Regions from separate parts of the Mus musculus genome. Here all the other regions are linked to region 6. A link is a contact called in public Hi-C, HiChIP or PLAC-seq and promoter capture Hi-C data. All regions are on one chromosome and are shown on one strand. Each heading gives the region's core, a stretch centred on a gene start, on an enhancer-like site or on the middle of the called end of the contact. The rest is flanking DNA. Distances are from core to core; before and after follow the strand shown.

Evidence for each region. Promoter capture Hi-C pulls out the DNA fragments that hold promoters and counts their contacts. Hi-C and Micro-C count contacts between places; a contact is called where the count stands out from the background. HiChIP or PLAC-seq counts read pairs in DNA pulled down with a chosen protein or histone mark.
Region 1: an H3K4me3 HiChIP or PLAC-seq map of embryonic limb bud shows a contact between it and region 6, with 5 times the contacts expected there. The contact joins the enhancer-like site here to the promoter of 0610025J13Rik in region 6. A contact is called at or near these places in 6 of 39 promoter capture datasets (cranial neural crest, embryonic stem cells, liver and 2 more), 1 of 15 datasets of contacts at CTCF or cohesin (large pre-B cells), 5 of 484 Hi-C or Micro-C datasets (bone marrow-derived macrophages, cerebellum, cerebral cortex and 1 more), 5 of 115 datasets of contacts at active chromatin or transcription factors (astrocytes, bone marrow-derived macrophages, embryonic limb bud and 2 more) and 1 of 9 other capture datasets (embryonic stem cells).
Region 2: a contact with region 6 is called in an H3K4me3 HiChIP or PLAC-seq map of embryonic forebrain, with 4 times the contacts expected there. The contact joins the enhancer-like site here to the promoter of 0610025J13Rik in region 6. A contact is called at or near these places in 8 of 39 promoter capture datasets (the C10 cell line, the HPC-7 cell line, hematopoietic stem and progenitor cells and 4 more), 1 of 15 datasets of contacts at CTCF or cohesin (large pre-B cells), 5 of 484 Hi-C or Micro-C datasets (cerebellum, hematopoietic stem and progenitor cells, liver and 1 more), 8 of 115 datasets of contacts at active chromatin or transcription factors (bone marrow-derived macrophages, embryonic forebrain, embryonic limb bud and 4 more) and 1 of 9 other capture datasets (embryonic stem cells).
Region 3: a Hi-C map of uterus shows a contact between it and region 6, with 2.4 times the contacts expected there. The contact joins the enhancer-like site here to the promoter of 0610025J13Rik in region 6. A contact is called at or near these places in 9 of 39 promoter capture datasets (the C10 cell line, HPC-7-derived erythroid cells, cranial neural crest and 5 more), 2 of 15 datasets of contacts at CTCF or cohesin (the NIH/3T3 cell line and large pre-B cells), 8 of 484 Hi-C or Micro-C datasets (cortical neurons, embryonic fibroblasts, nephron progenitors and 1 more) and 7 of 115 datasets of contacts at active chromatin or transcription factors (embryonic basal ganglia, embryonic fibroblasts, embryonic forebrain and 4 more).
Region 4: a promoter capture Hi-C map of liver shows a contact between it and region 6, with 2.3 times the contacts expected there. The contact joins the promoter of Usp1 here to the promoter of 0610025J13Rik in region 6. A contact is called at or near these places in 3 of 39 promoter capture datasets (3T3-L1-derived adipocytes, liver and stem cell-derived epiblast-like cells) and 1 of 115 datasets of contacts at active chromatin or transcription factors (embryonic stem cells).
Region 5: a contact with region 6 is called in a promoter capture Hi-C map of pre-B cells, with 2.3 times the contacts expected there. The contact joins the promoter of Atg4c here to the promoter of 0610025J13Rik in region 6. A contact is called at or near these places in 3 of 39 promoter capture datasets (3T3-L1-derived adipocytes, pre-B cells and stem cell-derived epiblast-like cells).
Region 7: a contact with region 6 is called in a promoter capture Hi-C map of the C10 cell line, with 7 times the contacts expected there. The contact joins the enhancer-like site here to the promoter of 0610025J13Rik in region 6. A contact is called at or near these places in 6 of 39 promoter capture datasets (the C10 cell line, cranial neural crest, embryonic stem cells and 3 more), 1 of 15 datasets of contacts at CTCF or cohesin (large pre-B cells) and 1 of 115 datasets of contacts at active chromatin or transcription factors (astrocytes).

Annotation. Positions count from the first base shown.
Region 1 is chr4:97,634,301-97,637,422 of GRCm38.p6, reverse strand. It overlaps a transcript of Nfia not described here. Among named protein-coding and RNA genes, the nearest start is that of E130114P18Rik, 51 kb to the right of the region's middle. Within about 2 kb of position 1,747, at least 31 of the 459 cell types and tissues checked have an H3K27ac peak or open chromatin away from gene starts, as enhancers often do. A contact at or near this core is called in cerebral cortex, embryonic limb bud and stem cell-derived neural progenitor cells, where this site is marked.
Region 2 is chr4:97,610,144-97,613,417 of GRCm38.p6, reverse strand. It overlaps a transcript of Nfia not described here. Among named protein-coding and RNA genes, the nearest start is that of E130114P18Rik, 27 kb to the right of the region's middle. Within about 2 kb of position 1,692, at least 58 of the 459 cell types and tissues checked have an H3K27ac peak or open chromatin away from gene starts, as enhancers often do. A contact at or near this core is called in cerebellum, embryonic forebrain, heart atrium and 1 more, where this site is marked.
Region 3 is chr4:97,694,026-97,697,633 of GRCm38.p6, reverse strand. It overlaps a transcript of Nfia not described here. Among named protein-coding and RNA genes, the nearest start is that of Gm38709, 82 kb to the left of the region's middle. Within about 2 kb of position 1,808, at least 36 of the 459 cell types and tissues checked have an H3K27ac peak or open chromatin away from gene starts, as enhancers often do. A contact at or near this core is called in fibro-adipogenic progenitors and uterus, where this site is marked.
Region 4 is chr4:98,922,308-98,925,958 of GRCm38.p6, reverse strand. It overlaps Usp1 (ubiquitin specific peptidase 1), which reads right to left and starts at 2,149. Exons shown (of 9, transcript NM_001301414.1): 1 at 1,716-2,149.
Region 5 is chr4:99,192,656-99,195,795 of GRCm38.p6, reverse strand. Atg4c (autophagy related 4C, cysteine peptidase) reads right to left here and starts at 1,862. Exons shown (of 11, transcript NM_175029.3): 1 at 1,344-1,862.
Region 6 is chr4:98,319,345-98,322,889 of GRCm38.p6, reverse strand. It overlaps 0610025J13Rik (a long non-coding RNA gene), which reads right to left and starts at 1,534. Exons shown (of 3, transcript XR_376450.3): 1 at 1,383-1,534; 2 at 1-581.
Region 7 is chr4:97,475,595-97,478,910 of GRCm38.p6, reverse strand. No RefSeq gene overlaps it. Among named protein-coding and RNA genes, the nearest start is that of Gm40207, 61 kb to the right of the region's middle. Within about 2 kb of position 1,925, at least 108 of the 459 cell types and tissues checked have an H3K27ac peak or open chromatin away from gene starts, as enhancers often do.

The DNA.
Region 1 (3,122 bases), core at 498-2,997, 690 kb after region 6:
TGCTCTTCCTGCATAAATCTGGTTGTAGCATATCTCAACCTCAGAGAACATGTGAAAAAAAAAAAGTAACTTTTAAAGAAATACGTCCTCACACACCGGCACCCTTCCTGCTGGCCCTGTTGTGATTTTACACGAAGGGTGCATTTTAATTGCTGCAATGTGCTACACAGCCCAACCAAATTGAAAAGTAACAACCCTCACCTACCATTTGGAGACGTGATGGAAGTGCCAGAAGTTAGACTCCAAGGACTAGACGTGTAACAGAGGCCCCCTACTCTCTCTGAAGAAGCTCATTAGTTTTTGCTTTCTCACATTCTGTTTGCTGTGGCCTGCTGCCAGAAATGGTGACGGCAAAGATAATAATTGAGAGTTAAAAATATGTGAAGAGTGGCTGGGCTGTGGGGGACCCCAGGCAGCTGGGGGAGTAGTGCAGGTAGATAGCATCTGGAATGAAGGAGACAGACAGAAAGATGCAGAAAAATGCAGAGAGTAAGGGCACAGACACATGGGGATATGGAGAGACAGTGACAGAGACAGAGGACAAGGACACAGAATACACAAGGGACTTTGTGCAGAGGAAGACTGTGGATGTCCCAGCTGATATCTGCAGCACCTGTGGCCTGGGTAAAGGTCAAGTCCATACTGAGGAGCAGACCAGTACTGTGGTCACACACATCATGTTGAGCAACTCACACTCTGCTCACAGTAGTGATGAGACAGAAACTATATGTCATAGGTAGCCGAGAGTGTCAAGTACAAAGACACATGTTCCAGATGTGGCTGTGGCTGGTAGGCAGCCTCTCTTCACTCTTAGTTTAAGTTGTACAGTGTCTCTCCAATCCCATCTACTCACAGGTGAACCTGGGCCTCACCTCACCTTGTCATGGATTCTTTGAATCCATAGGCCATGCATCTTCCTGGATAGAATGGGGTTACTAAAGAAGCACAGGTGGGTGGGCTTGTGGTTGCCTAACCTCCTTCCTTCCTTTCTTGCTTCCTTCCTTCCTTGCTTCCTTCCTTGATTCCTTGCTTTCTTCCTTGATTCCTTGCTTCCTTCCTTGATTCCTTCATTCTTTGCTTCCTTCCTTCCTTGCTTTCTTCCTCCGTTCCTTCCTTCCCTCCCTCCTTCCTTCCTTCCCTCCCTCCTTCCTTCTTTCCTTGATTCCTTGCTTGTTTCCTTCCTTGATTTCTTGCTTCCTTCCTTGCTTCCTTGCTTGCTTCCCAGAGGCCCTACAGTTCCCTCCACACTCAGCAGGTGCTTGGGGCACTGCTCATAAGAGGCCTTCAATAGGTGTTGTCAATCCTGGAAGAGCTCCTCCCAGCATGGCCCCAGGGACCAAGTGCCCACTACTTGGGCCAGGCACTGCAGGAACTCTGTATGCAGGAGCTTTGACAAATGCCACAGTGTTCAGGCAGACTTGGGTCTGAAAGGAAATGTCAGGGAACAAAAAAAGAAAAGAAGAAAGGAAGAAGCAGCTAGCATTTACTGTTGTGCCAGGCCCTGCCACATATGTTAGTCATTGAATCCACACAGTAACCCCAGCAGGTGGCTATTTTTATCTTTGCTTTTATTTATTTATATATTTATATATATATATTTATTTATTTATTTATTTATTAGATAAGGAAATGAAAGTTCCGAGAGGTTAAGAAACCAGTCTGAGGTCTCTCAGCTAGTCAGTGACACGGAGTTGCTAGCCTAGCGCTGTTTCTCTATTGCCCCAGATTCCTCTCAAGGCTTTGTGAAATTCATCTTCCTCCCTGGAGACAAAGGGCTGCTGCTAAGTTGTCATTGAGGCAGGCTGAGAACACAGCCGGGCTCTGGCTGCCACCCCCTCCCCCAGAAATGTATGTTTCCACAATGAGGTTTTCTCTGCAAGTTAGTGATTTTATGGCTCTCAGCAAAAATCTGTGACACCAGATGTTAAATGCAGCAGGAGAAAGCTATTTTCATCATCGCTGAAATCTTGCACAGTGCACCGAGTCTGGTCACATATCTGACTTCAGGCAACATGTGATCTGATTTCTGTTCACAGAGAGAGGCCGGCCAGGGCTGTTTGGGCCTCTGGGTGTTGGGGAGGGGGCAGCTTAGCCTGAGACTTCTGTGACTTGCTGGTAAACAACACCTGGCTTGTCTGGAGTCCAGGCCCCTGGGCCACAAATCTATAGTTATTTGCAGGGGCCCTGACAATAAATGCTGGTGGGCTTTGTCCTTGCTATGGCCACCATCCCCTCAAGTCTTTTCTTCTTCCTTCCTTCCTTCTTTGGTCATGTCCATCACCATGTTAATGGACCAACCCTTATAGAAACTGGGTCTGAAACACATGAAGTTAACCCCTACTTCTTTCTCTCTTCTTTCTCTCTCTCTCTTTCCCTCCCTCCTCTCTCTCTCTCTCTCTCTCTCAAGCAAACAATAGCCAAATGCTGGTAGTTGCATATAATTCACGCTAACACATTGACAACTATGGCAGCTTAATGTTTCTAGCAAAATACCCGAGACAATCAATTTAAAAAGAAGAAAGGTTTATTTGGGTTTCCAGTCTTAGACACGTTTTATGTGGTTTCAGACAGCCCTGCTATTTTACAGTGGGGAAGAACATCATGGTAGGAGTGTGGTGTGGTGCAGTGTGGGACAAGTTGTTCACGTTCTGGTGGCTGAGAATAAGACAGAAAGGAAGAGTAGGAGCTAGGATCCCATAAACCCTGGAAAGTACATCTTCATGTACTGTGCTCCTCTAAGTTCCACATTTAAAGTTTCTTCCAGGATTGTGGGGGATATGTGAGATTCTAACTATAGAAACTACCTAGTATTATATACACAGAGGTGTCCTTCTATAAATAAGGGTGCTGGATACATGGATCATAGTGTTGATGATACCAAGATATTGATGGATGACACTCAGTGCTGAGTAACTAGAAACAGGATAAAAATCATACTAGCCCCCCAGGTTTTTACCCCATTTGCTTATAAATTATTGGAGAGAATGGTTTTAATATAATCTCTCCTCCTTTGTCCCTTTCTCCATGGCTTGAGCCTCTCTACCTCTCATGCCAGCTGCTGAATTCCTACCATGAAGACCCTTTCTAGTCTGGGTCCACCATCCTCTGTTTCCTACTGGCTT
Region 2 (3,274 bases), core at 443-2,942, 710 kb after region 6:
CAGCTCCAAATTTTGTCTCTGTAACTCCTTCCATGGGTGTTTTGTTCCCAATTCTAAGAAGGGGCAAAGTGTCCACACTTTGGTCTTTGTTCTTCTTGAGTTCCATGCGTTTAGCAAATTGTATCTTATATCTTGGGTATCCTAAGTTTCTGGGCTAATATCGACTTATCAGTGAGTACATATTGTGTGAGTTCCTTTGTGATTGGGTTACCTCACTCAGGATGATGTGAAATGCCAAGGAATTTCGTAAATTCATTCTTTTTAATAGCTGAGTAGGAGCTCTTGTCTCTAGCTGCATATGTATCAAAAGATGGCCTAGTCAGCCATCACTGGAAAGAGAGGCCCATTGGACTTGCAAACTTTATATGCCCCAGTACAGGGGAACGCCAGGGCCAAAAAGGGGGAGTGGGTGGGTAGGGGAGTGGGGGGGTGGGTATGGGGGACTTTTGGGATAGCATTGGAAATGTAAATGAGGAAAATACCTAATAAAAAAATTTAAAAAGGAATTTGAGTTGAGAGCAAAAGTTGTATGTAGCTGTCTTGTGGTTGTTTAACCTGGTTTGCCTAATGGAGAACTCCCAGAAGGTTCTGTGTCTTATCATTCTCCATGTCTCTGGCATTCACTACAATACTTGGTATAGAAAAGGGTCCAACAGGTTTGAAGACAGAACCATACACCTAATGTTGATGATGACAAAACCCATAGAGTATAGTTTTGGCTTGGCTATGAAGGAGTGGACCCCGAAAGGCTCATGTGTGGAAGGTTTGTGCCTCCAGCTGCCAGTGACTGAACTGAGAGGTGGCAGGATCGTGGATGTATAAAGCTCTGCAGTGGATTAACCCATGGGCAAGTTTCTAGCTCAAGAGGTTACTAGGGGGCAGGGCTTAGCTGGAAGACATTGCTTGCCTAGGACATGCCTTTGAAGGGTAACGTGTCTCTGGTCCCTTCCTGTCTTTCTGCTTCCTGCCTTGGTCAGATGAGCAGCGTTTTCGTTGGTGCATGCTGTGATGTTTCTGTCCTGCCCCAGACTCAGGATGAGCAGAAACCAAATCAATCGTTCTTCCCTTGTGTTGTTTTTGGGTGCATTTTGTTATGCCCGACAAACAACAACAAACAAACAAACAAACAACCATCAATAATTTGTGCTCAGGAGGTAACGGAGGATCGTCTCAGCTCCCTTACAATCTGTCTCAGGCCATACCACATCCTTTTGAGAAGTGAGCCCCTCCCCTGTGCTATGGAAGGGGCAACAAAGTTACCAGCAGTCCCACAGCTAAGAGGAGGCAGAGCCACTGTTAAGAGGCAGGTCTATCAATGTTCATGTCTACCTGTGGAACCACTTCCATGCATATGCTCCGATGTTGCTTCACTGATAGAAGGCTAATGCTGTATTCTAGGCCCTGGGATAGAGATGGGGCATAGAAGAAGGAGGAGCAGCGAAGGAAGCAAGGCCATCAGGACTAGGGGCAGGCAGAAGCAAATTGCAAATGCAAAGAGAATTCATGCTGGTGGCAAGAGTGGGGGGGATGCCTGATGTCCAGTTCCTAGCTCTATATACTTCCCTGCACCTCAGGCTGTCAATTCTTCCTCGGTAGATTCTCTAACAGGCCATGGCCACTGCCAGTATCAGCCCACTGCAAGGCAGGCCAGAACTGTAACAGCAGTGCTAATGGGAACTTGGCCCTGCCCCAAGCCAGCATGGAAAGCGGCTGCTGGCTCCTGTAAAAATCCTTGGTCTGGGCCATTTTTCCACAAAGCAAAATTCACCACCCCAAAGAAACGCCATCGCCTGTTCCTGGTGCCAAACTCGAGGAAAAATCAAGTTGTGCGACTCTCTCCCCTGCCTGGGTGAAATGACAGATAGCAAAAGAGCCTTCAGTTTCCTCTACCCCAAAAAAGTCTGCCAGAGATATAAATATTTAAAAACAGGAGCTCGACGGAGAGAGTTAGCTTTCACTGTTCTGCCTTGGCAGGCGTTCATCCACCCACTAGATATCATTTGACTCCATGTAATGGAATGGCAGGTCTGGGTCGCACATCCTAACTTCTGACACCAGAGTGGGAAAAAAATGACTGTGAACTCTTTTTGTCGCCTGAAACAGACCTGGACCCTGGTTGTGAATGCCAGGCTGAACAGAGCTATGACAGCCTGTGCTTCTACTCCCTCCCCCTTGGTGTTTCTTTATTTTTATCTCCTGCTAAGAAGTCCTCTCTGATTTCTGCCCCAAAGGATGACACTTTTGTCTTGTCTCTGTTTTTTCTTCTTTTAAATTTATTTTTATTTCTTACCTCCTTTTTACTCTTCTTAGCTGAAAGGGGACAAGCAAGGGACAAGTTTGTAAATGTGGAGAGCCCTCTTTCCTTTGTTTCCTTTGTGTGGCCATCCTCCAAACATCAGTTTCAGGAGATTTGATGTTAGGAACTCTCTTTTTCCTATAGAGGCATAGATACTAACCCTGTGATAGGTTTCAATATCACAGATGACCTTCATGATATAGGCCTCCATAATTTTAGATGGATTAGAGGAGACTAATGAGGATTTTGAAACAGGCTTTAGACTAAAACGCTCAACATGCAAATCTACTGAAAACCCAGATAATTTGAAAGCACAATTACCCCAGTCCACAGATCTTCTTTCCCTCTGTCTCTTAATTCATCTCTGAATCTCCCTCCTCCTCTAACCTCCTCCTTTTTCCTTTCCTCCCTCCTGCCCACCCTCCCTCGCTCTCTCACTCCCTCTGTCTTTCTCTCTCTTTCTTCCTTCTTTAAATTGCCTGATCCCCAGAGTCCCTTTTAACACGGTTTAGGGCTCACAAGAGTTAATAGGAGAAGGGGGGAGGAACCCACTTGTTTTAAGCCGGGAGCCTGTCACCTTTTCTTGGCAATTACACTGCTAATGGCTGGATCCCAAGCAAAGTGGCAAAGAATATCTCTTCTCACGTTCCCAACTCACAGTGCATTCCCAAATACCAGATGGTGTTTTTGGAATCCATTTCACTATGTTTGATATGACAATACTTTTGTATAATGCTAAATTATATATAACTATTGCAAATAGCTGAGATCAGAACAACCAAGAAGTGGAAAATTAGCCCCAAGAAGGAAAGATAGGAACTAAAGACTGTAGTTTTTTTGTTTTTTTTTTCCTTCGTTTGCCCCCATTGTGCCCCAGCCCCTTTGGATTTTCTTTTCATCTGAGGAGAATTGGCAGGAGAGGTTGGGGTATGTAGAGAACCAGGGTGGCAGCCTGGAGGAACATAGGGGTGGGAATGG
Region 3 (3,608 bases), core at 559-3,058, 630 kb after region 6:
ATTGGTGTTCTCATCAAGCTTGTGTTCTAGGTGGTGGTGGTAGTGGTGGGGTTGGTGTCACACAGAGAGGAGATTGGTGGGGTTGGTGTCACACAGAGAGATCTAGCTGGTAAGGCAGGTATCTGGACTACAGTCTTCAATGGAGCAGTCAGGGAAAGTGAAGCCTGAGTGAGGAGCTGGAGAGAAGCCAGTCCTTCTGAGGGAAAGACTCAGAGCAAACATGTTCAGTGGGGGTGAGGAGGCAACAGGAAGTTTGGACCAGAGAAGCTGTGGGAGGGAGTGTGCACCAGAATTTGCAACATTTGACAGGCATTTCGGAGTCATGATTTTGACCAGTGGTCAGCAGGGAGCCATTAGGTCTTTTTGCTCAGAATCCTCATGTGACATGCTCATAGGACTATGCCTAGTGGCTAGACATAGGCTGTCAAGTAGAAGAGTAACCCGTGGGAAGACCTTCATCCCAGACACCCAGGTGGTCCATGCTGTGGGGTTGGTCCCGGGTGGGAGGCTAGAGGCACATGGTTTTAGCATAAGTGGAAGGCCCAGTCAGAATGATTTGTTCAAAGTGATCACTGTTTAATGGAACAATGTTAACTCCCTTAACCATAGTGTCTCTTTTTATGACTTAATGTTACACTTATTTATTATGCACGTGTGTGGGAGGGGTGGCTGTGAATGTGGTATGTGTATGTGTGTGTATGTCAGAGTACAACTTTCTTACAAGCTCAGATGTGGAGAGAGACCTGCTTTCAATTAGATTTATCCCCCGCCCCCCCAAAAAAACGTGTGGGAGTGACTTCTCTCCATGTACCACATGTTTTCTAGAGATGGAACCCAGGTTGTCAGACTTGGCGGCAAGCACTTCAGCTGGCTGAGCCATCTCACTAACCCACTTTCAATGACTTTTATAACAATTTAGTGGCTTCCCTCCCAAGGACCTTCAGTTGTTTTGTACGAAATACTGGCAGCCCTGATCCCGACACTGGGATCGTACAGTGGAGTGATTGACTGAGCTGGGATACAGCATAACCCAGTCCCTCCATCTCATTTTCAGTTCTTCTTTCCTACTGAGCTTGGGATCCGAGTGTTCACTGAACTATTACCATCCTGAATGACGTCACTCATACGCATCTAAAATGTCATTCAAAAAGATGAGGGTTCTCAGCACAAGGGGGTGGGGTGGGGTGGGCGGACCTCCTGTCTCCTCTGAGACTCCCCAGCTTCACCTTCTCCAGGTCTCCCCTCGATCTAACACTGTGATACTGGACTGAATTCAATCATTTCTCATACCCCCATTACTGTCTGACCAAGATTTATGAGTAGGTAACTGTCTGTAGTAAGGCCATAGAGTATCTTTTGTGTTAGGGGCTAACCTTCTTGGTGACATTTAGAATTAAAGGGAAAGTATAAAAAAGTGTAATTTCTGTAGTACCAAACCAGGTAACATGACCGAGCCTGGCTAACAGTCCCGAGCCTCGGGTTTCCCCAGTGAGGACACTGGAAGCTTGGCACAAAGGACAAGTAATCTCAAAGGTTTGGTTCACAAATTAATTTTTTAAGGTGTCACATCCCTCTGTTGCCTCTGGGTGCCTTCTGAGTGACGTTTTCCAAACAGGAGTATGACAACAGCTCACACCTCTGAGGCCTTTATTGAATTATTTTTACACACCATTTAAAAACACTTTTTTCCCCCTTTGAGTAAATCTAATTGAAAGCAGACCTCTCCCCTCATCCGAGCGTGCAAACCGGAGATCACTGTGGGTGAGAGAATGAAATCATGGAAACTTTCCCATTTTAGTGGTGAGGTTTGGTCCCGCTCTTCCAGGGAGCACAGAGCACATGCTAACAGCCGTTCCTCACATGCACACAATAGGCAGAGACAATGCAGAGAAAGCATTGGCCAAACCTGAGCATGCAGCTTCTAGGCTGCCTGAGACATCCAGGAGGCACTTGTAGCTCTCCGTTGGGGACATCTAACACTGTGTCCCTGAGTCATCAGTCCACTTCCTAAAGCATCAGGGCTGCTGGCATGGGTCCCATGAAGTGAATCATAAAATAAGAAAGTCTAATAAATGTGAAAACATGACTTCCCTCAGCACAGGCAGCCTTGGCTTAGAAGTCAACACAGATTTATTGTACCAGACACTGTACTTGGTCCTTTAAAGAAGTCTGTAAAATGCTAAGGACTTCAGGGACTGGAATGTCTCTCTCCAGAAAGGCCAGAGTTGAGTTCTACTCAGAGAGCTGGCTTGGGTCTGGGCTTGGGTATTGATGAGACTGGCTTTGTAGCAAGAGAAACCAAACCAAGTTAAGTCATTGTGTTTAGAGGTAGACATTCAAGATCAATGACAGCCATGGAAACTGGAGCCTTATTATGCCAGGGCTCTATTTCCATTTTCTATTGGTATATTCAGAATGCCCTGGTCACCGGAAGAGGTCTCACTGTTGTTTATGAGCCCACCCAACAAGCACTGTAACGTCTCAGGAAGTATATTTTACTTGCACCAACTATTTGAATGCTGCCTTGGGAATGTGTTTATTCCAATCTGAACAGTTTCCTCAAGTCTCGTTGGCCTTCTCTCTACAATTTTAAAACGGCCCAATGTGGGCACACACTTGCATTGCACAGCAGGGATAACTATGGGTTTCTCTTGAGTTATCACTGCGGTATATTTCTAAAGTAAAGCTGACTATAGTGAGAGAAAGCAGTGTTAAGAGCCTGCACATTAAATGCCCCTCAGTGGTCCATGTATTAAAGACTTGTTCCTCCAGTGTGGCACTGAACTTGTTCCTCCAGTGTGGCACTGAACTTGTTCCTCCAGTGTGGCACTGAACTTGTTCCTCCAGTGTGGCACTGAACTTGTTCCTCCAGTGTGGCACTGCTTTGAGGCAGTGTAACTTTAAGAGGTTGAGTTTATGGGGAGATCCATAGGGCACTGGAAATGTCCCTTTAAATGGGGTACATCATCCCCTTCTATATCTTTACTTCTTTACCATGAGGTGGGCAGCTCCCAATGTGCTGTGCTGTACTTCTATAGACAAAAACAATGGGACCAATTATACACAGAAACCCCCAAAGCTATGATGTAAAGCATACCTCTTGTGTTTCTGAGTTGGTTATCTCTGGTTTTTTTTTTTTTTTTTTTGTTACAGTGATAAAACACCAACTGTGGGGGCCTTTGGGAGCAATTATCATTATATTCATTAATAAATATAAGTGGCATACTTCTCACAGATATGCACCGAATCATCCAAACCATCTCCACATGTTCCTGACCTCATCTCTCTCTCTCTCTTTTTTAATTATCAAGACTTGGTTGGCTTCCCTTCAGTTCTCCTGGGCTTCATCTTTGTGGAGTCTGCTTCTTGCCCTTTGGTCTAGTGTCAAGATGCTATTTCTTAAGCGTCTGGCTTTGAGTGCATTGAAAATGTTGGCTTGGTCCTCCCTTACCATTCCAGATGGCTTTAAGCAAGCTCTCAGCTCACATCTGGCTTCTTGAATCACCACCTGGAGCTTCTACTGTGGCTTGCTTGGTATCCTTGTGACCCTGTGTCCCAGCAATTCTCACCCAGTCATGCGCTGGAGTGTGCTGCAACTGTTTGAGCTC
Region 4 (3,651 bases), core at 900-3,399, 600 kb before region 6:
TGTGGGTATACATATGCATATGTATGGGTATGTGTATATGTACATGCATTAAGAGCCATATCTCAAAAATATCCATTTACTAAAATCATTCATACAATAAGAAGCAAAAACTCTGGGCCAGTGAGATGGTCCAGTGGGTCAGGGCGCTTGCTGCTAACCCTACCAACTTGAGCTTAATCCCAGGGACTCAACTTCTCAAGTGTGCCCTCTGAACTTCCTGTGCACACCCATACACACACAAAGTTTGAAAACAATAGGCTTAAGCAAAATTTCATTTTCTATATACAAAAATAGCAACTGAACAATGGTAAAAATCAGGAATGAATAAGAAACCAAAGTAGTAGTGGGGACTACAGTCTACAAGGCCACTTGTAGTCAATGTGAACTACACATACAAAGCTGGAACAGAGGTCGGAAAAACTTGCCCGTCTCATGTGTGCTAAAGATTACAATATACTTTAGTTTTCCAACTATGCTCTGTTTTGAGACAGGGTCTCCCAGTGTAGCCCTGGCTGGCCTGGAACTCAAAAATCTACCTGCCAGCCTCTTCTCCCCAGTGGGAAGTCCTACGGCCAAGCTACACCCAGCTCCAATTGTTTCTAAGCTATGTGACTAGAAGTTTCAAGGTAAAACTTTAAACGGGAGCGGGGGAGGGAGGAAGAGAGATACGGCAATACCTGTGATACTTTATAGAAATTTATTTTTTATTTGGAACATCTAGAAGAAAGATAATCCTTCTATTCCAATATTCCAAAAATATGAACGAGTTTCAAATATAGGTACCCAAGTAGTAAGTAGTTGAGGTACACACAAATTGATTCAAACTCTACCCCTAAACATTTCACCCCAGTTCACTGTACACTGCAGGGAAACCATTTCTGGGAACCAACTCAGGAAAAACTGGACAACTGGCAAAATTTCCCATCTTATCTGCAACTTAAATTTTTGTCTCTTGGCCCCTTAAATGTTCTTGATGAAATGACCTGTTAGGAATGATAAACCAGCCTTCGCAAAACTGTCAGACTTCCCCCAAGCACTAATGACTCCGGAAAGGTGTCTTCCTGGGAGCCAGTGAGAGAAAAGTCATCAGCCAGCTCAAACAGCGGCCGTCATCTCGGCCAGCCACCCAATCTGGGACCCTCTAAACAGCCAGCCAGCACTGATGGTCACCAAGAGCGCGACACTTTCCCGGGTGCCCAATCTTATGTTCTCCACGTCCCTTCTCAGAGCTTTCAGTCAAAAAAGCCTCTCCAGAACTATAACCCAAGCTTCGCACAATGAACTTAGCCCTAAGTCTTCTTGACCAAATGACACCGTGAATCCTCAGTCCCACTACTTTTCAAATCTGTGTACAATGATAGGATTCAACTCTTCTTTCAAGAAAAACGTGAAACAATAAAAACAAACTCTTGGGCGCAGGGTTAAGACACGTGGCGCCGTACACACTTCTGGAGAAACTGTAAGTCAAGAAAATGCGCGGTAAAATTTCGCAAGCCCCGACCCAGGACACTGCGATCACAAACATCTCTTCTCCCGGCCAGCCTCTCCCATTACGAAAGGCGTGGGCAGAGGGGCACTTGGGTCCTGGGTGTGCCACCCCGGGGGTCGCCGCGCCCGCCGGCAGTCCCTCGCAGCGCAGCCCGAGCCTAAGGGGCCCTCCCCACCGTCAGCACCTGCCGCGCAGCCCCGGGCCCTGAACCCCGGGCGCTCCTTACCCGGTCATGGCCCTTCGCGAGTCCGCGGCGCCGCCGCCGGGGAGACCAGCCGGGCAGAGTGCGGGCGCGACAGGTGAGCCCGGCCGCCGTCCCGGGAGAGGGATCGCTGGTGGGCGCCTCCCGCGGGGGAGTGACCATTCGTCCGCGGAGCGGGAGCCGGGCCGCCGCTCGGTCCTGCCCGCCGCGGCACCACTACATCCCCGGCGCAGCCCGGCCGGGAAGGCTACGGGCGCACAGCGGTGGCGGCGCTCCCGAGCCGCAGGGTCCCCGCACGGCCGCCGAGGGGGAACTTGGCGCGTTTTCCTCAGTCTCAGGACCCCCGCGAGTGAACCCCCGCCCGCGCCAGCGTCGCGGCTGGAGGTGGCGTCCACGGAAAGTGCCGGTTCTCCTCTCCACGTTGCAGAGGCGCGAAAGGCGCGAGCCGCCGCGCGACCGCCCCTCGCCCCCGGCACGCTCGGCTCCGGAACCAGCTGGAACGGTAGTTCCTCCCGGGGCCTAACGGGTTCTGCAGTTTAAACAGCGCAGGCAGCGGCACGGGCAGCTCGCGCGGGTCCTCGCAGAGGCGCGCGCTGCGCAGGAGGCCGGGCTGGCGCGCAGGAGGCTCACTCGCTCGCTCACGCCCTCTTTTTTTTTTTTTTTTTTTTTTTTTTTAATTCTTTTTAAACATTAGCACTCGCGAGTTGAAGGGGAGGGAGCTTACGGGTCGGGAGATGGGACAGGGAGTGACTGGGACAAGCCCCTTCCTCAGGTGCTCAAATGCGCCAATCCAGGCTGAACAATTTCCAAAACCTCATTCCTCCGCCCCACCAGGAAGAGCCAATCAAAAAGTACCTATACGAATAAAACAATTAGCCGGCAGAGAAGACAGTCTGACCAATAAAAAAAGTACAAGGAACGAGGCCCAGCCAATCCCGGGAGAGCATACGGCGCCCTGGAGCGGCTCTTTGCAAGCTCATTGGCGCTCCAGTGCGCGCTTTCTCTGCCGAGGTTAGGGTTCCGCTTTCCGTTTTGTTAGCATGGGGAGGTGGCGAGCCCGGAGGGTGTGGCTTCTGGGCCGAGGCCCCGGTGCAGGCCCGCCTCTTTCTTTCTTTTTTTTTTTTTTTCTTCCCCCTCCTGGCGTGCCCTCTCCGGAAGGGTTACCAAAGACGCTCGGAAAATGGCTGATGCGCTTTGCTAGCTGCTCGGCGCCCGCTGGGCGTCCAGTTTACCGAGGAAGCCGCGGTCCACCCTATCTCAAGTTGTGCGTTAAGAATGAGCACTGCCTTAGCTAGACAGTGCACAGCCGAACGCCTTGGAGCCTCGGGTCCTTCTCCCCTCTCGCAGGCTGCACAAGGGTTTTAGTTCTCAGGCTGGTCTCGCGGCTGGAGCTTCAACGGGTTCTGGCGCGAGCCGGTACCGAATGACCCACAGGCAGCCGCACAGCCTCACCCGGTTTGGGCTTGGTTCTGTATGCTCTGTCTTTTGTGAGATGATCTCACAGTGCGGTACTACAGCTGATGAGAACTCAGTACAAATCCGTTCAAGTGGGGTTTTTTTGTTGTTTTTTAAATGTCCACTGTGTGCGTTGCCCTGTTTAATGCCCATCGTGAGTTGGTCTGTTGAATGGCCACGGTGTGTGTTGCTCGGTTTAGTACCCACTGTGTGCGTTGCCCTGTTTAGTGCCCTCCGTGTGTGTTGCCCTGTTTAATGCCCTGTTGAACTATTTTCAGCATGGTAGGGATAACAAGCGAAGGGAATGTACTCCATGATCTACAGTCTACTGAAGACCGAAATTAAACTGGTGATTTGAAATAGTGTAAATGGTAGATTTTTTTTAAAAAGGTAACCGTTTGGTCGTTTCGATGGGATAATGAAGACTGACGTTTCAGCAGACAGTTCCAGGAAGTGTACTTTGAATGGCATGGAGGGGAGGTCCATTTGTGGGAGAAGATGAGCT
Region 5 (3,140 bases), core at 613-3,112, 870 kb before region 6:
GTTTTAAAACAAAACAAAACAAAACAAAGAAGTATTAGAAACACTGCAACACAATAATTAAAAAGGCAGCTGGGAAAGTCACTTAAATTACAGGGTTCCCAGAAAATAAGACACCAAATATCTCTGTGTATAACATTAGCAAATAGCAATACAAAAGCATTAACCAATTCTATCAGACTACTAAGAACAAAGCTTCAAAAAAAGAGTTTCACAAAACATTTTTCAATATATTTGTATCCAGGCTAAAGAGTTAGCTCAGCAGTCACCAGCACTGGCTACTCTTGTGGATGACCTTGGTTCGATTCCCAGCACCCAAGGTAATCATCAGCAATTCCAGTCCCTAGAGATCACATACCCTCTTCTGACTTCAGGGGGCAGCAGGCATACCCATGATGAACAGACATATGTGTAGAAAAACACCCACATAACAAAATATTCTTTTTAAAATATATGTGCATCCCCTTTTATAGAAAAAGCATCAATTAAGGGGGCCTCTAAACTCATTTTACTAATGTAGACAATCCCTCACATTGCCCAGTTTTTAACTTCAGTTCTCAAATTCTTATGGCAGGTGAACCAGTTAATTAGCTTCAGACACTAGACTAATTAGAACTCTTCCCTAGTTGGAAAAATAAAAGCTTTATCATTTGAAACTCCGAAAATACATTTCAAAACCTTTCCAATCCCTCTGGGCACTTCCAAAGACTCATAATCTAATTAAAAGCCACAAGCAGCAGGCAGGAAAGATCACTCCTTTGTGTCTATCTGCTATCAACTGACACAAAATCAATTCCAAACTCCCAAGGGAATGTAAGGTCAGAAAAGGTAAACAAACAGAAGGAAATCTTCACCTAAGTAATTCAAAGATTAAAAAGCTATAAAATAATACAGTCTTAGCCCCGAGGTCGCAATGAACCTCGTGTGGAAAAGTAATCAATAAAGATAACAAAAATATACGACAAAAACCCTAAGAAAATAAACTCAAGCAGAGTTATGCTGAGCTGACCCAGTGATGTCGGGTCATCGCACGGAAGATTGTAGTCTGAGTTTCCAACTTCAATAACCCTCAGATGTGGGTGGGCATGTGAGAATGAGCAAAAGCCGGTCTATGAAGTCAGCGTTATTAGCACAGCCAGGGTATATAATGCTACAGATTGCGGTTTCAAACAACGAAAGGGGCAACGGGGCTACAGACGGACAGATTGAGATCTAACATTTCCCACACATACACTCTTTTTGTTTTAAATGAAGAGAAACAAGGAAGAGTCAATGGGATACGGCGGCTAGGGAGAAAACCTTTCCTGGTCAAGAAGGGTAGAACAGCCGGCCACTGGAAGGCTTACAGTTCAAAGGGCGAGGAGGAGTCGTCAGAAGATAACCCTCAGGAGGAAGCAGAATCGAGAGAGGCTCCAAAACCCTCCAGGAACCCAGACGGTTGGCCACGGGTCTGCACCAAGGGCAGGGCCGCCCCCAGAACCGGCCATTCGTAGACTACAAACACCAAGCTCCAACCTTCTCCACTCCGCCAGCCTCGAGCCGACCCCTCGGCGACACGGGACTGGATAACTGTACAGCCGCGCAGGAGTCCCCACACCAGACGCGCGTCGGCTCCAGCAGCCGCTCCGAACAGCGCGTACGCACCGCAGGACGTGCGGCCCGCGGCCCCGCGCGGCCACCGTAGCACAGCACACCGAAGCCTCCGCAGGCCGCGGTCCTGCAGGAAGCCCTGTCGGAGACCCTAAGCTCCCGGGCTGCAAGCTCAGAGCCTAGAGCAGTTCATTTGTGAGGGGCAGGCCCAAGTTAGATTTACAGCTGTCCCTCGTAACTGTAACTACTGGACTTCAGCTACTACCCGCCACGCACGGTGAGCGTCTGCGGTTTCGGGACTACAAGATCCAGCATGCACAGAGCTCTGGGTCCTTAAAACCAAGCCCACTTGGATTAAAAGACTAACAGTCTGTCTACTCCAAGGCAAGCTGTGGTATGGGGTATTGATTACATCCTGGTGGAGCATTCAGTTTTCACATTCAGATTCATGTTAAGAATTACAGTACAGGACCTGCCTTTAAAAAAAAAATCGGGAGAGATATACTAAATGATGTCAACATGTAATTCTACTAATATATTGTTTTCAGTAACGCAGACTGTTGGAGCAATACATAAGAAATAAGAGCAGAAACTACAAGGGGGAAAAAAATCAACAATCTCTGCTACCAGACAGTTAAACAGTTAAACATCGAGAGAATGAACGCCTTCTGGAATACAAAATATGTTCTTTGAATTTTAACTGTTTCACGATTAGAATTGAGTGGCGTTTTATTTGAAGATAGGGACTTGCAATACAGCCAGACTGACCCAGAACTCATTATCTTCTCTCAATCCCCTAGTGTTGGAATAAGAGATCTGTGCTAGGACGCTGGGAAAGTTATTTCATGTTAGTCTCATGAAAACAGTTGCCTAGAATTAATTACTAGAGCAATTTATTCACCAGTCACATGGGCCGGACAGGGGTATAACAAGACAACAAGAGGGTCATTTATTAGCATAGATAACAAGGTATCTGCTCCTTTGTCTGCTTGGATAGTTTGTTTCATATTTTGAAATGCAGAACACTTTCTGATGACTTGGAGAGGAGATAGCACAGATCTCACAAGCTGTCCTTCTCATAACTTCTATAAGGACTTGTATGAGGGTTCTCTAAGAAGCAGAACTGATAAGAGGAGTGTATATTAGACTTGCTTACAGGATGTGGTCCAGGTAGTTCAACAATGGCTGTCTCACACTGAAAAGGCCAAGACTCTGGTAATTGGTCCATGAGGCTACAGGTCTCAGAAATCCCATTCTGGCACTTGGATCCTGGAAGATTCCTGGAGCACTGTCTTCATTTCAATTCCAAAGAAATTGGATTTAGTACTGGCAGCAACTGGACAAATAAACTTGCCAGCAAAGGTGGGGCAAATGGATGTAGAACAGTTTCCTTCCTTTTTTTTATTTGGACTGCTACCAAAAAAATGTGGTCTAAATTTAGAGTGGGTCTTTCTTCTTCAAATAATCTGATTAAGAAAACTCCTCACTACAGTACCCAGCAGCTTTGGTCTGAATTAATTCTAGATGTAGTCAAACTGACCACCGAGATTTAC
Region 6 (3,545 bases), core at 285-2,784:
TGTACATTACTGCTGCACACATTGGAGAGGGGATACACACAGTTATTGTAGACTTTACTAGCCACCAACAAAATGTCTGACAAACATAAATATATCTGAAAGTTGTTGTTGTTGTTGTTTTTTTTAAATAGGTTGGTTCATTCATTCATATGTTCATTCACGCTACTGTTGTGGGAGCACACACTCTTCGCTGAGCGTATACTGGGATCACAGACTGCCTTCGTCCTCAGGTTGGGTTTACATAAAGCAGTTAGATCAACTCCTAGGGCAGAGCACTTAGACAGGAGTTTCTGAGCTGGGTAGGCTAAGACGGGTGGCCTTTGTTGGAAATGCTGTTGCTAGTGGCTGGGACCAGGTCCAGCCAGCTCACAGCAGCTTGCTTTGGGGTCGCACTGACGCTTGCCTGGTCGCCGGTAGGTGGCGGCAGACGCCCTGGCGGAAGGCGTTGCGCTGCGCCCCGCTGGCTTGGCTCCGCCCGCCGGGTCCGATGCTTCGCGCTCCGCCTCCGGAGCAGCCGAGTGCGTCTGAGGCGATCCCGTGCCAGGCTTGGGGACGCTGCCAGGTTTCTCTCAAATCTTGGCCTAACAAAGGGAAGCAAATTACAAAAATGGAAATTTTCAAACTAGCGTTCAGTTGTATTGAAATCGACGTTTGTGTAGCACGCAGGCACAGACCACATTCATGCTATTTTGTGATTAAAACGATACCAAAAATACCTCCTTGCTTTAGTTTTCATCTTCTAAAACGGCCTCTTCCCCTTTTCTAATTGCTGCTTTACTTTGGGGGAGCAGCGAGCCCCCGGCCACCGTAGAATTGCTAACATTTGCATCAGGACAGTTGAAATCTGGCCCGGGCTGCTATTCTCTCTGTCGTCCCCACCCCAGTCTTTCCTCCTCCCCGTCTCTTAGACTCCGCTGTTTCTCTCGTTCTGTCCTCCCCCCAACCCCCCTTCCTCCTTTTCTTTGGGAGTTGAACTTTAACCCAACCTTGTGTGTCCTTTCAGCCTAGGGGAGTACAGATAAAGACATTGCTAGGCACTGTACGGGGAAGTTTTGTGTCTTGTGTACTCGGTTTCAAGTCTTAGGACAGCGCGTAAATCCTCAGGGCTCCTCTTGATTCAAGCAGCAAAACCTGACCATGGCCTCACCAAAGCTCTGGTTACCTTGCTCTCCCATTAAAAAACAAAAACCAAACCAAAACAAAAAAAACCCCAATGATTTTGAAGCGGCTCTTGAGCTGGCTCTTGAATGGATTTTACTTAACATGAAGTTGTATAGAGCCCGACTGTGTCCTCTTGGCTTGTTTTTGCAGTTGCTAGACAGGCCCAGTCCCCAGTGGGCTTGTGTGAAAGGCGCCCTCCTCCCACCCCCAGCTCTCCGCACCATTTCTTTCCTTGGAAGCTTTGACTGTCTCCTTCCGCAGCAGCTGTGTCTGCAGTGCCTGGAGACAGGTGGGGGAGTAGCCTCCCGCTGAACCTGCCAATTCCCTCTCCAAGGACTGTCTGAATAGCTATTAAAAATTAAAGGACACGCACACGTACACACACACACACACACACACACACACACACACACACACACACACACACACGCTTTCGTTCTTTGTTTTCTGGTGGAGGTCACTGTCACACCAGAGCAATGGTACTGCTTTGCCGACTGAGATTAAATTCTACAGTCCTTCTCTTGTCGGCACTCACCAGCCCACAAGAACCCATTGCCACATCTTTTGGGCCCTCTAGAAGATCTGAGTTCTAGGAGTGGTCAAGTGCCCACTTGCAATGGATCTGGAGAGAGAGGTGCTCCCAACCCCAGGAGATAAACACAGAGCTCATGAGACCATGGTTGCAGTTAGGGATCCCTTGTTTATCTGTATTTGAGTCTCAAAACTAGAACTTTCTAGGGCAGGTGTTGAGTATCCTCTGCACACTGGTAAGAGTTTAACAGGTTCCAGAAGAGAACCGGAAGTCACATTTTCGTTCCCAGCCTGGATTCAGGACCTTCTGCTCTTCCCTGGGGGCTTGACCCTCAGTACCCAGCTACCTCTCTGCTTTTCCCAGGGCTGTTGCCCGCTCTTAGAATTCCTCCTCCTCCTCTTCTCTGATTAGCAAACGTTTGGTCTCTTTAAAGACGTCTTTCAAACACACCCTCTCCAGTCTTTCATGGCTGTGCCTGTGCTTGGGTACCTCTGTAGTCAGTAATCCTGCCTTAAGTTAAATGGGACAAAGTTGCTTGACATACCTGCTGTGCTGTGCTGTGCTGTGCTGATCTCTCTCTCCCTCTCCCTTCCTCCCTCTCCCTTTCTCCACCCCTCCTCTCCACTCCCTACCTCCCTCTCTTTTCCTCTCTCTCCTTCCCCCAATCTCCACTCTCCTTTCCTTTCTCTTCCCCCTTCTCTCCCTTCCTCCCCTTTATCCCCTGAGAGAATATATTCTTTGCTCAGGCCAGGAATGTATCTTTATTTATCTCCTAGCCTGCACACCAAAGATGCCCGGGAAACTCTATGTGATGATAAGGAAACACACCTGGTTCTTAAATGATCCCAAAGGGCCAGCTTGTTTTTCTCCAGTTCTTGCTCCATTGGCAGGCATCTCTAAGTATGTCTGCAGAGTGGAAAGGAAAAACTTAAGGTTGTGTTCACACGTGACTTTTCCATAGTTCAGGGAGAGTCTTCTACTAATGAAGGTTTGATGAGCACACAGATGAAAACTCCTGTACCCCAGCGTGTGCACAGGAGCAGCACTCAAGGAAGACCTGCGACCCGAGAAGGTTTCAGGCATCTGCGTGGGCTCTAATGTATGTAACTTAAGGGTTAGAGAAACAAGTTGTAGTCAGCAGACTTGATTCACTCACTTGCTTAAGCTAGAAACCTGGAGATGGGCTTGAGAGCCTTCTCCTCCAACTTCCCACATTTAGTCTTCAAGTCATGTCACCTCTTGGAGACCCTCAGATCTCTTCACTGGTCCTCAGCCCTGCTGTGTTCCAAGTCATTATCACTTCCTACTCAGACCGTTGCAATGCCTCCAGCTTTCTCTCTAGTCTTCCAGTATCACCATCCTGGCATACTTAAGCCTTGTATAACTCTTTGCCTTAGTGTAGTCTCCCCACTCCTTAGCCCCATTTTTTGGCACTCTCAGTATATTGTGCTTCATGTCTTTGAACTTGCTGGACTCTCACTGGTTTTGAAGGCTTATCCTTGAGGTCTTCTGGGAATATCATTTCCTCAGTGTTCCGTCGTCAAGAGTGCATCCCTAGAGGTATAACCCATACTTCTCTCCACTCCATCCCTTCTGGATCAATCAGATAAACATTATTGTCATTCCTGGTGTCTGAGTCTTCCTTCATGCCACTTTTCACTGGTTATAAGTATAAAGTTATTGCATTTGATTTATTTTCTGTCTGCTTTTCTGTATATGATATATCACATGAAGTAGGGATCATTTCTCAGGCTCCAAAGCGTTCACCTGAACAGCTAGTACTCCACGTATATCAGGTGGTCAAGAAATATGTTTTGGATGTTGATATAAGGGGAAATGTTAGCAGGTCATT
Region 7 (3,316 bases), core at 676-3,175, 840 kb after region 6:
GAATGGCCATCCTGAATTTGTCAGAAACTTTGATATATGCTTGGTGTCTCAGTTTGAGTTTTATTGCCATGAAAAGACAGCATGACATTGCAACAGTTATTCAACAAAATTTAATTGAGGTTGGCTCCAGTATCATCATGATGGATGGCATGCAGGCAAACACGGTGCTGAGAGTTCTACATCTTGATTTGAAGACAGCAGAAGGAGACAGTGTGCCACACTGGGTGTAGCTTGAGCATAGGAGACCTAAAAACCCACTACCACTGTGATGTACTTCCTCTAACAAAGCATACCTACTCCAACAAGGCCACATCCTAATAGTGTTACTCCCTGTGGGCCCAGCATTCAAACACATGAGTCTATGGAGGGTCATTCCCTTTCATTGCTCCACACTAGGGATAGAAAAAGGGGACAGTGTAGGTGCATGAGTGAGCATCTCACCATGGTTACCAAGGGTAAAACCATAACAGTGAGGTAGAGCTAAGAAGAGACTGTGGGTGTAAAAGCTCGGAATGAGAAATTAAGCCAGTGGGATTTAGGTAAGCTGGTTTAGGTAAGGTGGAAATACTGAATAATGACTTCCTATTGCTGTAACATAAATATTCCTACAATAGCTAGCAATACGATGTTAGCAAATGAAGATTTGAGGAAGGGAAATGGTCACTATTAGCTCTAGTGAGCCATATCCAGTTACATCCAGCTGTCAAGTGTGAGGGCGGCACACACAGAACATGGTAGGGCAAGGGCACAAGCATGGGCATGCGCACACACATGCTCACAGCTCTGAGCATATCAGAAGATGGAACCCTCAACCTGAGTCTCGAGGGATGGATAAGAATTAACTCGGCCAAGAAGGGTGAGAGGCACTTCCAGGAACAGGAGGAGGACTCAGGATGAAGAGAGAAGAGGTCATGCTGCTGGTTTGAAGGTGGAGAAAAGGATAGCGGGCCAAGAAATGTTGGCAGGCTCAACAGTCTGGAAAAGAAAAGAAAACAGATTCTCCCCTGGAGTGTTCAGAAGAAACATCTTGATTTTAGTTCAGTGAAACCAATATCTGACTTTTGACCTCCAGACAGTCAGATAACAAGCTCATGTTGTGTGAAGCCATCATTTGTATAATTCATCCTACGGCTCCCTCCAACAATCACAGCAAAGTGGTAAGGGCCATTAAAAGAAACAGGGCACCTGGCAACAAGAACCTTGTCTTGGGGGTCACAGTACCTCACTTAGAGTCATGACCTGCCTGTGTACAGCTTCGTCATTGTAAGCAAGTCAGTAACTACATCAGCTTTGCGTTTAGAGTGTGGAGATTTTATCTCCTTTACGGTTTGTGTGAGGACTTATGACATTATACTCGCATTATCCCGAGTACCCACTGAACAGTTTGTAAATGTCTGCTCCACTTTCTCTTTAGGCTATTGATTTTTTTACTTCCCCTTCTTACACTCTGATCCAGGTATTCCTGTTTCCCAGCGGTGAGTGTAACCGAGTGTGTTAAGGAAAAAGGAGCACAAATTCTGTTGTGATTTTTATCGGCAGAAAGAATCTCAGGTGAAAAATCTAGTCCCCAAAAGACCTCGGAGATGGAGAACAGTTTTCATCTCCAAGTTCTCACGTGGCATAGAAAGAGCCATTGTATTTAATGTAGCCAAATAAAGAGTTAAGAGTTTTCATCCTTCCAGTCCTCCCTCCACCCTCCTCCTCGCCCCCCCCCCCCCCCGCCATCCCCTTTTTGTGCACTCTGGTGTTATTCTCCATGATTTGGAGTCGGCCTGTCTGTCCTCCTCCTAAGCAGGAGCAGCTGAACAGCTGTGAAAACAATGGCTCAGCAGAGGAGTGCTGTGATTAGTGTGGGGCTAGGGGCAGTCTGGGAGCCACCAGGCCCATTTCCCATGTCAGCGAGCAGCCCTGGAATCTGGGGATCACATGACCTGCTTGGCAGTGGAGGGCCTGCTCCCAGGCTCCTGCTCTCCTGCCCCTCTCCTCCAGCTCTCAAGCAGCCTCTAGAAACAGGTTTTTTTTTTTGTTTGTTTCCTTTCTCTTTTTCCCTCCAAGTCTTGAGGACTGCTGCATAAACACAGTGTTGCTAGGCAGCCTTAAAGCCTCCTTTCATCCTGCATCCCTGGAAATGCAGGCCAGACAAATTTGCCCCATGCACTTACAGTGGATTTCCTCCACAGAGCTAGTCCTTCTGGCCCCAGGTTTGTCTGCCAGTAGTGGAGAATCTGTCCTGTGTATTTGATATGCTCGATTTGGAAAATGTATAGGCAGGGTTAGAGACTTCCCCACCCATTGTATACCATTCACTCTGGGGTGCTGTGAATACAAAATACCTAACTTAATTATGCCTTTTGTCAATCAAACCTTTGAAGACTGAAGATTTGGTCACTGCTCCACTCCATGAACTTCCTGAGTATTCTTACCCTCATCCACTTGGAGTTAAGATTATTTTGACATCATAAACTTCTTCCATGTCCTTAGGCACTTTCCTCAAAGTCATGACTCTTTCAAATATTGTTTTGCATGCACATGCACACACACACACACACACACACACACACACATACCACTGGGTCCATTTAGTGTTGGTCATATGTCTATGTGTTATGGGTAACCAGTTGGGACTGGATAATCTATCAGGGGGCTCACACCTGGAGAAAATGGACTCTCCCTCTCTCATCAGCTGTTGATTGAGTCATCTCCATCTAGCAGAGGGTCTTGTGAAGTTTTCCACATCCATGATAGCAGGTGGACTGTTGTGGTTATTAAGCAGGTTTTGTTTAGGCACTCATAATGTTGGTATTTCATGAGGACAGCTCCCTGCCATCTTTAGAAGATACTTTCTCATAGCAGGCAGCCTGGCTCTTAAAATCTTTATGCCCCTCTTCTACTTTGGAGTCTCCCTGTTTTACACTGAGGATCTAAAGTATGAAATTCTCAAAGCATAATAAAAAAGGAAAAAACAAATTCAAATACAAATGAAATAAAACATATGTTAATTCTGAGTGTCTGCTACAGTTGGGGAATTATGAGATCATCATTGGAACATGGCTTTGTTTTTTTAACATATTAGTTATATATACAATAATGAAATGTTAATACAAGTGCATAATGTATTTCAATCATATTCACCTGGCCCCTTATACCATCTGGTGTCCCCCTCTCACCCTGTTAATCCCCTTTCTCCTCCCAAATACTCTCTTGCTTTTCAGTTCCTTTAGTGTTTGTTGCTGCCCCTTGAGTTCAGTAATGTTGCTTCCAGGATTTCGGGTAGCTCACCAGTGGCTATACCACCGGAGGAACTCTTTCTCTCTTC